Regions from separate parts of the Sus scrofa genome. Here region 2 is linked to region 1. The links are chromatin contacts, called in public HiChIP or PLAC-seq maps. All regions are on one chromosome and are shown on one strand. Each heading gives the region's core, a stretch centred on a gene start, on an enhancer-like site or on the middle of the called end of the contact. The rest is flanking DNA. Distances are from core to core; before and after follow the strand shown. Region 1 holds the start of EXOC1 (exocyst complex component 1). Region 2 holds the start of POLR2B (DNA-directed RNA polymerase II subunit RPB2).

Region 1 (5,419 bases), core at 1,700-4,199:
GTAAAACTATCTCTGCTTCACCTCAAACCATTGCTTTTCTCCCCGAAGTCCCATCTTCCCACTTCCATCCCTCTTTCACCTCATCCTGGCCTCTAGTCTTTCAGCCTTCCCCTCCCACATGTTCTCCTAGTCCATCTGGCCTCTCCAAGCTTGACTTTTTTTTTCCAACCTGGCTTGGAGGTAGTGTTCCTTTCCCTACACCGACATCATCCCCTTTGCAGACCAGTTTACTCTGTTCATCAATCTCCCAAAACTGTCTTTTGGCTCCACTCTCTAGGGCTACCATTTGCCACTTAAGAAGGCCTCATATTCACGTTCACTGAGTTCGTTACAAATATTGAAATCCAATCAAAGCTAAATTTTCAATGCTGTTCAGCAATTCCTTAACACTTCCTTTGAAGATTCATTTGCTTTTCTATCTCCAGGCTCTTGTTCATGCAATTTCTTCTTCCTGCAATTCTTTTAGCCCCTGGGAAATTCCAACTCATCCTTAAGATACCACTAAAATGTCACCTCTTCCATGAAGTAGTCACACACTCAAAAAGAATAAATCCTAGAGTTCCTGTCGTGGCGCAGTGGTTAATGAATCTGACTAGGAACCATGAGGTTTCGGGTTCGGTCCCTGCCCTTGCTCAGTGGGTTAACGATCCGGCGTTGCCGTGAGCTGTGGTGTAGGTTGCAGACGCGGCTCGGATCCCGAGTTGCTGTTGCTGTGGCTCTGGCGTAGGCCAGTGGCTACAGCTCCGATTAGACCCCTAGCCTGGGAATCTCCATATGCCGCGGGAGCGGCCCAAGAAATGGCAAAAAGACAAAAAAAAAAAAAAATAAAAAAAAAAGGATAAATCCTTTTCTACTTCTCTAACACTTCCCCTCCAGTCTGCTAACACAGAACTTAAAAACCATATGGTCTAGCCAGTTGTATTGTCTCCCCCATTAAAAGTGTTTCCTTGGAGGCAAGGATCATGCCTCATTCATCTTGGTACTACTAGAACTTGGGAAAGACATAGCAGGCATTTAATAAACTAAGGAGTTCTCACTGCGACGCGGTGGGACTGGCAGTGTTTCTGGAGTGCTGGGATGCAGGTTCGATCCCCAGCCCAGCACCGTGGGTTAAGGATCAGGCATTGCTGCAACTTCGGCTGGGATCTGATCCTTGCCCAGGAACTCCATAGGCCATGGGATGGCCAAAAAAGAATAAATAAATAAACCAAAATAATAGAACCAAATAACATGACAACTAAAGCATTCTGCTGACTTCATCTACACATAATTTGTCCTTTCTGTTCCTACTGCCAACACACCAACCCTGATTCACTTCAACTATATCTATTTAACACTACAACATTTGGTTTTTTCTTTGCAAGCTTCCACATTCCCAAAACTCTCAACAAATAATACTAGAACATAGCTTTCATCACAATATGGTCTTGCTCAAAATTTTCTTAATGTTCCCAAATACAAACCTTCCACTCCAAGCCCTCTGTTCATTCTGGTCTTTAAATCTCTGCTTAGGTGCTTTTCCATGGAGTGAGTATAACCATAATTATACTTCATGGTTTTTATGAAGTTGATTCAATAAGGATCTTAATCCAAATTCATCTCTCAACTGCTAAAGCTCTTACTGCATTGCCTACACAATCAAGCACTTGCTACCTAACTGGTTCATAAACTCACAAGCTCCTGGACCTCAAGAACCCTCCTGAAAGAGAGAGGGCTTAGGGGCAGGCATAGCTCTATGTTCTTTCTTAGTAGGAACTGAAGGAGTACCTCTTCAGGTAACCTGAACTGGACAGTAAATCCATGATTACATGGATGACTCATAGGGGCTAGCATTGACCACACAGACCCTCTTTGGTCCAAAGCAAGGACTGACTGCATGGGAAGTGGTAAAACAAGAGGGACTGGGCATGGTTCATAAAGGAGTTAAAGGAGCATAATGAAAAGCGCTATGTGACCCTCATTCGTTCGGCAAATACTGGTGCCTCCTAAGTGCCAGGCACGGTGCTAGCTTACAGCGGCGAATACGACAGACATACCACGAAGACAGGAGAGCCATGCCTCCAATGGCAGCTGCATCCTAAGGGTAGAGTGATTAACTCTCCAGTCTTTACAGGGTTTTTTTTTTTTGTTAGTGGATAAATCATTAGAGGTCCGTCCAAACTTTTCCAGGTGAAAGCACCCACTCTGACAGCGTTCTGGGGAGTCAGCCACAAGATTCTGTGCTGGCTCCTGCTTCCCTAAATCCGGCTGGATCGTTAGTGTGTGATAAACGCCTGGCAGCAAGAGGGCCTTGTCAGCGGGTATGGGTTGGGCCCTGGAGGCTCCTGGACATTTTAGCGCGTGGATTACTGTCCTCCGAAGAGAACGCGAGGCACGGAGACGGGGAAGTGCACTTAAGAGACTAAGAAGAAAGCGGGGATTTGAACCCAAAAGGGAAAGGCACTGCCGCGCCCCCTCTCCGGACCCACAGTGGGGAGCGGACGGTCAGCGCTGTCTCGCACTGAAATGTGGAGCCCACGGGCGGGACCGGAGAGGGCCGTGAGCACTGCCCTCCCAACCCCAGGGACAGCGAGGTTGAGGGTGCGCGGCTGGACCCTGCGCCTCGCCCAGGCCGGTTAGAGAAGAGGGTCTGGCGGGAGGGACGGCAGCGGTACCCAATCGGGGCGCCGGGCCGGCAGCAGGACCCAGGACCCGCCGCACCCCTCGGCGTCCTCCGGTCCGCCCGTCTGCCGCCGGCACTGCTGGACTCCGCCGCCGAAGGCTTACCGCAAGGCCGGACGAGCCCGGCGATGCCCAGGCAGGTCCTCCAAGACCACGACAAGACGGGGCCCCCGCGGACCCGCTACTCGGACGCGCCCCTCAGCTGAGCGGCCAGCGGAAGGAGGCCTTCTGTCCCCACTTCCCGTTTCCGGGCACCTGACGCGCCTCCACGCCGGAAGTGGGCAGGAAGAGAAGAAAGGAGACGCGGCGGGGGCCCGGGGAGGGGGTGGGGCCAGTCTCGCCGGAGGGGCGCGTCCAGGGCCGGCGGGGGCGGAGCCTCATCGCCTGGCAGCTGACTGAGGACCTGGGGGCTTGGTGCTACCTGTTACTTTTTCTTGAACAGTTACTGATTCAGCTCTGCTCTTGATTTAAGAAGAGATCCGATTAAATGTGTCCGTTTTTGTACATGTAAAGCTCTGTTAACTCTAGATACTTGCTATTCGTAGCATGGAGTTTAAGTTAAATCAGAATTGGTGCGGTTGATTAAAAACGTGGTCCGTGGACCAGCTGCTTGGGTATCAACTGGGCTTCTTTAGAAAATACAGCCTCCCCAGCCTACTTCAGATCTGCTAAATGGGAATCTGCCTCTTAACAAGGTGACGCCTGTGTTCATTTAAGTTTGAGAAGCCCAGATTGCCAATGTTGCTGGTTTCAAGGCAAGTGACTTATTCCATATTCTTGGCACTTATACCATATTCTTGGCACCTGTTTGATGCCAGGCACTTTGATCCAGGTGTGGAGGTGGTTGGGGCATGAATTACACCCTGAAGAAGTTTACAGTGTGGTAGGGCCAAACAAAATAGACACAAATACATATACAGCAAGACCAAACAGGGCACATAAAATGTGCCAGTAATTCAAAGGAGTGATTTCTTTGCTCTAGTTGCAAACAGTCCTTTGCAAGGATTCTGCAGGGACCCCTTCATGCAAGTATTCTTTTATTTTACAAAGAGTGTCACCTCAATGCCAGGCGCTGAGTTAGGTGCTGGAGCTACAAAGACAGGGATCCCACTAAAAAGAGGGCTCACTGTGATTGGGGAGGTGATTAAACAGATGGATAAAGTACAGCCTAGTAAGGTAAACCAAACAACAAAAGAAGAAAATCTTAGGTGGAAAATGAAACAAGACCGAAAAAAAAAAAAAAAAAAAATCTGCATAACCCAGCCAAATCCAGACTTGCAGACTCCTTCTTATACAACAGGCCCATGTAATGAATGAATTCCTAAAGCCAAGATAGCCCAGAGGCCACAGACTACATGGTTCAACAAAACGACCCCTGTCTATAAAAGACCAAGCACTCCCCTGTGGTGGTGGTGGTGGTGGGGGGGTCCTGAGCCTTGCCTGCTCAGAGCTCCTGATCAATCTGTTGGTAAATAAACACTGCTTGCAATCTCATTGCTCTGGCTTCTGCCTCATTCTTCCCCACTGTTCAAATGGAAAAAAAGAGATAAATTACCATGGGAATGCAGAAGAGGGAGTAACTCACTTTGCTGAGATTGAATCACTGAGAAAGGGATAAGCTGTGCAAAGATAGAATTTGGTGGGAGAACAGCAAGGATAGTAGGGACTCATTTGCTACCGAGATCAATATGCTCCAGGCAGTGCTACTTGAAATGCTTTCCAGTTCCACTGAATGACTTCCCTTTTAGAGCAGGATCTGATCTAGTCGAATCATCCTAAAGACCTCTTAGATCCTTCCAGCTTGGGCCCAGAAGCTTACTGTGGACACCCTTTCTATGACAATTGTGTGTGCTGTTTTGTCCTATTATCTTTGGTTTTGTTTAGTTTTAAACCTATTTGCAGCCCTCAACATTGGGAAATGAATCACTTTTCAGAATCCCAGCCTTCTTCCCTAAACTCCAGATCTTTGTGTCCACTGCCTCCCCAACATTTCCACCTGGATATCTGTGAGGCATCTCAAACTTCACTGGACCTTCTAAGAAGCTTCATGAGTCAAAACTGTCCACTGAAAGTGAGAATGGAAGAAACGATTATCAGCTCCTGTCCACCTTTTTTTTTTTTTTCTTTTTTAAATGGCCTCATCTGTGGCATATGGACGTTCCCAGGCTGGGGGTTGGAGCTGCAGCTGCCAGCCTGTGCCACAGCTACTGCAATGCTGGACCCAAGTGGCATCTCTCACATGCACCACAGGTTGTGGTAATGCCAGATCCTTAACCCACTGAGTGAGGAGAAGGAATGAACCTGCATCCTCATGGATACTAGTCAGATTCTTAACCCACTGAGCCACAACAGGAACTCCTGTCCACCTTTGATCAAAGGTTGCTACCCCTGGCCATGAACTACCCGATCTTCCCCAGATGTGCAGTCATGAGTGCTGAGCTGACCCCACACCAGAGAAGCCCTGCAGCAGGAAGAGGAGAGGGGCCTTCATGTTGGACTTGCCCGGAGTTTACCAAACTCTGTTTAGAGCAGGCTGCTGCCACAGTGGAGGGAAGAAGAGGCTGAAAGGATTGGAAGTGGTGACAGAAGTTGCCCAGGTGGTGTCCATTTCATCTCACTCTTGGTACCGCTCATATCTGCTTGGCCCTGGTTAAGTCTAGTTCTTCACTGAGTCCCCTTCAAGGTGAGGCCCACCCACGATCTCTGTAAAGACTTCATATAGTAGAGTTAGTGGAACAAGCTTCCTCCCTGCCACTGC
Region 2 (6,251 bases), core at 193-2,692, 1.0 Mb before region 1:
TTTAGCTAAAAACACTTTTCTGAGGAGTTCCCATCATGGCTCAATGGGTTAAGAACCCAACAGAGCAGCTGTGAGTTCAATGCCTGGCCATCGAGGATCCAGCACTGCCAGAAGCTGTGGCATAGGTTGCAAATGCAGCTAGGATCTGGCATTGTTGTGCTGTAGGCCAGCAGCTGCAACTCAATTCAACCCCAGCCCAGGGAACTTCCATATGCCACAGCTTCGGTCCTAAAAAGAAAAAGGTATATATTTTTCGGAATTTTTTTTCTGAGATAGCAGTTAAGAAAAAAGAATACAATGATGCTAATAAATTTCTAAATGCAGAATAAAAATGAAACAGAAGCTTAAACGGTAGAGTTTAATTTTTTGCTTCAACTTTCTCTGAGGGAATAAGGAGAAATATGAGGAGTGTCAACGAGATTGGGAGCTAGAAGAAAATGAAGTTTGAAACAATAGCTGTGGAGAATGGAAGAGGAAGCATTAGAGGAGTTCCCACCGTAGCCTAACGAATTGGAGGCGTCTTGGGAGCACTGGAACACAGGTTGGATCCCCAGTCCAGCACAGTGAATTAAAGATCCAATGTTTCCACAGGCGTGGCTTAGTTCGTTAGCTGCAGCTTGGATCTGAGCCCTGGCCTGGGTACTCCAAATGCCGTGGGGCCGCCAAAAAAGAGAGAAAAAAATACATATATGTACATACACACATACATATAACGAAAAAGCGGTACACACTAAAGATGCTATATGTAAAAAGAAAATGAGTATATATTAGCCCTGTTGAGTAAAAAAGTCATCTCTCAAGATAATTTACTTAAGCGGAAAGCAGAGTGAAGGACGCCAAACAAGCCCAATCCCCCCTCCCACCCTGTATTCTCTGCACCGGCTGTATTTGCAGAGCCTAGCACATCGCCCAGCACAAGCTGACGTTCAAACATTCGACTATTCAATAAATCCACTATCTCTGACGTTAAGGGAAGTCGAGGAGCCCTTTGCTTCAGATGAACCCCAAACACCGGTACTGGTCGCAGAAGCCGCCTGCTATTTCAATACGGACGGATGGGGGTGTCACTTTTCCAGAAGCAGCCAGTGGAGACAACAAACGTTATAAATGCTGCGCTCCCCGCCGGTCCACCCTCCTAGTTCGTCCCCGGCCCGGGGATGGAGGGGAAAACGCCTGGGGACCCCGCGCGGCGGGCGGGGAAGAAGGCCTCAAACCCTCGACTCGCCCGGCTCCCACGTTTCCCCCCTCCGACGGTTCGCCGCGCAGTGTTCTAAAGGGTCACCTACCCTCGTCCGCGTCATACATGTTGGCACACGACCCCGGAGCTCCCAATCCTCGAAGTGAAACGCAGGACACCGCCAGCAGCCACCGCCAGCAGGCTCCCCCCGGCCGCAGCGCCAGGCAAAGTGATTTCCGTTTCCGGCGCTCCCAGAATATCCTGCGGCTCCCGCGAAACCCCGCCCACAAAGAAGCCGCCGTAAGGTTTGCGCCTGCGCGAAAGTAGGCTAAGGCCTGCGAAAGGTTAGTGCTACACATGCGCAGTTTGGGGGTTGACTCTTCTGTGGCTGCCCCGCGGGGCCGCGTCACAGCTACCGAATGAAGTCTTGTTTTGCAATGTTGTTGCACAAATAGTAGCCCCTGGAGACAATAAGATTTGTTAATAAAAGGATGTAGTTGTGCTTTATTTTTTCAGTTGCAAAAACTTTAAAAAAAGTTTTGAAAAATGACTACTCTGTACATCAACTATACCTCAGCTTTGTTAAAGTTTAAAAAGTGCGATTTCTGGAGTTCCCGTCGTGGCTCAGTGGTTAACGAATCTGACTAGGAACCATGAGGTTGCAGGTTCGATCCCTGGCCTCGCTCATTGGGTTAAGGATCCAGCATTGTCGTGAGCTGTGGTGTAGGTCCCAGACGCGGCTCGGATCTGGCGTTGCTGTGGCCCTGGCGTAGGCCGGCAGCTACAGCTCCGATTCAACCCCTAGCCTGGGAACCTAATGGTAAAAAGACCAAAAAAAAAAAAAAAAAAAAGTGCGATTTCTGAGCTGCAGGCAGCAGCCGAAGCCCGACCAAAGCCTCACTCGCTGGCTGACCTAGCCAACCCCGCCGAGCCCGGACCTCCCGTGCCTTTAGCTCCGCCTTAGGTGGGTTCTCGGGCCTCAGCGGCTTCATCGCGAGATCTCACGAGATGCGATCGGGAGGAGGAGCCGAAGGGCGACGCTGACCAATGACAGCTCTCTGGTCGTCCCAGGCTTTTTCCGGTTTACCAAGCAGCTGGGGCCGCAGTGCGCGTGCAAACCCGTGGCCTGCGCTTGGCCCGCGCCCACGTGCCCATGCCGCCCGCGCGCCTCGCTCCTAGGCTGCTGTGCGGCCTCCTGCGAGGTGGCTCTCCCACGGCCAGGCGCCTTGGTCTCCGGGACGCGCTCCTGGCAAACCGGTGGCCCGCCCCTGGCCCGCGCCCGCGTTTCCATGCTGCCCACGCGCCTCGCTCCTAGGCTGCTGTGCGGCTTCCTGCAGGGAGCCTCTCCCACGGCCGCGCGCCTTGGTCTCCAGGACGCGCTCCTGGAGAGGAGATGTGCGGCCAGCCTTTCATCCCAGCGCCCGTGGGCCCTGGGCCGGGGGCGTTCTCGGTACCGGACTGCGACTGGGGGCAGCGAAGGAAGGGCCGACCTAGAGGAGAGTTTTCTGTTCCCCGAGTACATCCCGGAGCCGGAGCCCGCACCGACCCTCCAAGACCAGCTACGAGAGGTGCAGCAGCGGCAAGAAGAGAACGAACGACAGATGCAGCAGCGGCGGGAGGAGCGGCGCCAGCAGAAGCTCCGGGCCGCTCGGCGGGTGCAGCGGGCGCAGCCGGTCGTGGGGCACCCGGACCCGACGGTGGCACCCAGCGGCCTGAACTGTTCGGGATGCGGGGCGGAGCTGCACTGCCAGGACCCCGGCGTGCCCGGCTACCTGCCCAGCGAGAAGTTCCTCCGCGCGGCGGCGCAGGCGGACGGCGGGCTGGCGAGGACGGTGTGCCAGCGCTGCTGGTTGCTGGTGCACCACCGGCGCGCCCTACGCCTGCAGGTGAGTCCCGAGAAGTACCTGGAGCTCGTGAGCGCCGCGCTGCGGCGGCCCGAGCCCGCCCTGGTGTTATACATGGTGGACCTGCTGGATCTGCCCGACGCCCTGCTGCGCCACCTGCCCGCGCTCGTGGGCCCCAAGCAGCTGATCGTGCTGGGGAACAAGGTGGACCTGCTGCCCCAGGACGCCCCCGGATACCGGCAGCGCATCCGGGAGCGACTGTGGGACGACTGTGCCCGCGTCGGGCTCCTGCCGCCCCCTGGCTCCCGGAGGTCCCAACACCCCGGCCGGAAGCAGCCGCGGGACCAGGCGGAGAAGGCGAACCACTCGGCCAAGTCCCGCGCGGTGCTTAGGGACGTGCGGCTCATCAGCGCCAAGACTGGCTACGGAGTCGAAGAGTTGATCTCCGCGCTCCAGCGCTCCTGGCGCTACCGCGGCGACGTCTACCTGGTTGGCGCCACCAACGCTGGCAAGTCCACCCTCTTCAACACGCTCCTGGAGTCCGATTACTGCATCGCCAAGGGCGCTGAGGCTATCGACAGGGCCACCATCTCCGCTTGGCCTGGTGAGACTTAGGGCGCCGCCCACCCCCTTGGTTTTCCGAAAAGCGAGAGGTCTGATGGTGGTTAAGCACTTAGCACTCCTTCCTTCATGTCCACCAGAGGCTGGAGCCTCCCCTTTAAACCTCCCCTACCTACTTGGGTCCTATTTCTCTTCCCTGTCAGCTTAGCGCTTGGAAATTCGGTATATGTTGCACTAACTTTCCAACAAACATAGGGGAGTACGTCTGTGGTCTGGTCTCTCTGTAGACCAACCCGAAGACAACGCCCCGTGTACTCCCGGAGGTTTCCCTCGTAGCTTTAGTTCTTTGTATGTTGCTCTGTTTAATCCTTTTACTTTCTAAACCTCCCTCCTCTGCTCCGGTCTTGCTTGAGTTTATTCAGGAGATCTGTACACTGTGCACATTTAATATCTGAATAATTCACTAATGCAACGTGATGTGTGGCTTTGTTGAGGAAAATGTCAACTGTGTGATTTGGGGGAGATGTCTGTAGTCCTTGCAAAATGGATCCTTGTGTGACCCTGTTTGTATCTAGCAGTTGGCAAAATGAACTACTTGTTACTTTGAAACTAGGATTTAACTTTGCTTGATAAGCTGTACTTCTCTATCCTGTACGCTGGTTGATTGATACACAGAAGTACTTTTACACTAGTTAGTAGAATGTAGAAGATGGAAAAAGATTAGGCCTGTAGATGTGGGATTCAAATCCTGGCTGATCCTGTTAGCCAATCTCTGAGCCTGCTTTCTCATATGTAAAGTAAAGATAATTTTGGAGAGGGTTGTCATGAAAATGAATAGAAGTAATCACAGTACACAAGGTGGGGTACACCCTCATAAATTGTTTCTTCTGTTTTCTTGTATGATGTTTATAACAACATATTTATTCTTTGCTGTTTCAGGTACTACATTAAACCTTCTAAAGTTTCCTATTTGCAACCCAACTCCTTACAGAATGTTTCAAAGGCAAAAAAGGCTTAAAAGAGATGCAGTTGAAGCAGAAGAAGATCTTAGTCAGCAAGAACAAAATCAACTTAATCTCTTAAAAAAGCATGGTTATGTAGTAGGTAAGCATATTCTATAGGGAAACTCTTGTTGGGTCCATATTAAATTTTTTTGTTGAACAGCCTGAACTACTGCTCTCTGTGACTGGCCACGTTTGTGGGGAGAGACCACTTGCTCATTTCAGAATGCAGAGGCCCTTTAGAGGCAAGGCTACTCTTTGGAAAATCAAGATAGTACGTGCTTGGAGAAATCCAGTAAAGACCTGGCCATTGTTAGTAGTAGAGGCATTTCCCCTCAAATCTGGCCCCACCTTGCAGACTGGTACAGGCTGTTGAGCTGTGGCGGCTTTAACTGCATTATCACCTTCTCCTTGGTATCTTTTTTCAGCTTTTCTCTCCTAACATCAGTTTGGTTTCCTGCACTCTTCCCCTCCACAACTCCCTCCCCCCCAGTGTGCACAGCCAGCCACACACACTTGATCATTACAAGACTCTGACTCCCACTGACTTTAGAAATAAAGCAGAACTATCGTTGTAACCCCACTTCCATATATGAAGTTCCTCTTATGACTTGTTCCAGGCAAACATAAGAATTGTCTCAAGTCCAAAGCTGTAAAGGAGTAACTCCTGACTTCAGTATACTTGTTCTAGGGAGAGTTGGAAGGACCTTCTCATGCTCAGAACAGAAGGAGGAAGCTGCCTTTGAGTTCGATGCCAATTCTCTTGCCTTTGACATGGGCGATGATCCTGTTATGGTTGCTGATAAACCCACCAGACGCATAGAACTGACCCCACAAGATGTGAAAGATGCCCGCTGGTTTTATGACACCCCCGGAATTACCAAAGACAACTGTGTATGTATTTAATGTCTTCTAGAAACACGGACTTTCAGTTATGAGGGCGCTGGCTTAACTGGCCGAAAAAGAGGTCTTCCTTAGACGTGGTTCTGACTCATTGAAGACTGCTGCTCCCTAGAAGGCTTGATGGAGAGAACACACTTTCTTTTTTCTTTTTTTTCTTTTTCGTTTTTTTTTGGTTCTTTAGGTCTGCACCTGCAGCCCCCTGAAGTTCCCAGGCTAGGGATCAAATTGGTGGTACAGCTACCAGCCTACACCACAGCCACAGCAACACCAGATCCAAGCCTCATCTGCAACCTTACCACAGCTCACAGCAATGCTAGGTCCTTCACCCGTTAAGCAAAGCCAGGCATTGAACCTGCGTCTTCACTGATACTAGTCGGATTCGTTAACACTGAGCCATGACAGGAACTCCCTTCAAAGAACACATGCTTCTGACATTCTCCCGATTGTATTTGCAGGAAAACAAACCTCTGCTTAATATTATTTTGTTACAAATGTATAGAATTTTTGAGATGTAATTGAGAGAACACACTTTCTATCTTGGAATTGATCCTCAGTACTTTCCAGATTTGACAGAATTTGGAGACTACTGCCGTTCATACCCCTGTAGTTATTTTGCCATTACTCAGGATTAAGTTCTGAAACAAGAGTATAGCCAGCTGTACACTGATTCATTTAACCAGAAAAAAATAAATTTTTATGAAGCAAATTCTGAAATACATACTTCGAAGCCTGTAATTAAATTTTAATTGTAACGTTATCTTACAA

The links. HiChIP or PLAC-seq counts read pairs in DNA pulled down with a chosen protein or histone mark.
Region 2: an H3K27ac HiChIP or PLAC-seq map of alveolar macrophages shows a contact between it and region 1. The contact joins the promoter of POLR2B here to the promoter of EXOC1 in region 1. A contact is called at or near these places in 1 of 5 promoter capture datasets (liver) and 1 of 2 datasets of contacts at active chromatin or transcription factors (alveolar macrophages).

Annotation. Positions count from the first base shown.
Region 1 is chr8:55,186,896-55,192,314 of Sscrofa11.1, reverse strand. EXOC1 (exocyst complex component 1) reads right to left here and starts at 2,949. Exons shown (of 19, transcript XM_003356946.4): 1 at 2,767-2,949.
Region 2 is chr8:56,227,921-56,234,171 of Sscrofa11.1, reverse strand. POLR2B (DNA-directed RNA polymerase II subunit RPB2) reads right to left here and starts at 1,442. Exons shown (of 25, transcript XM_003129037.5): 1 at 1,287-1,442. The coding sequence starts at 1,305. LOC100621115 (nitric oxide-associated protein 1-like) reads left to right here and starts at 1,990. Exons shown (of 7, transcript XR_002346682.1): 1 at 1,990-3,625; 2 at 4,522-4,686; 3 at 5,275-5,477.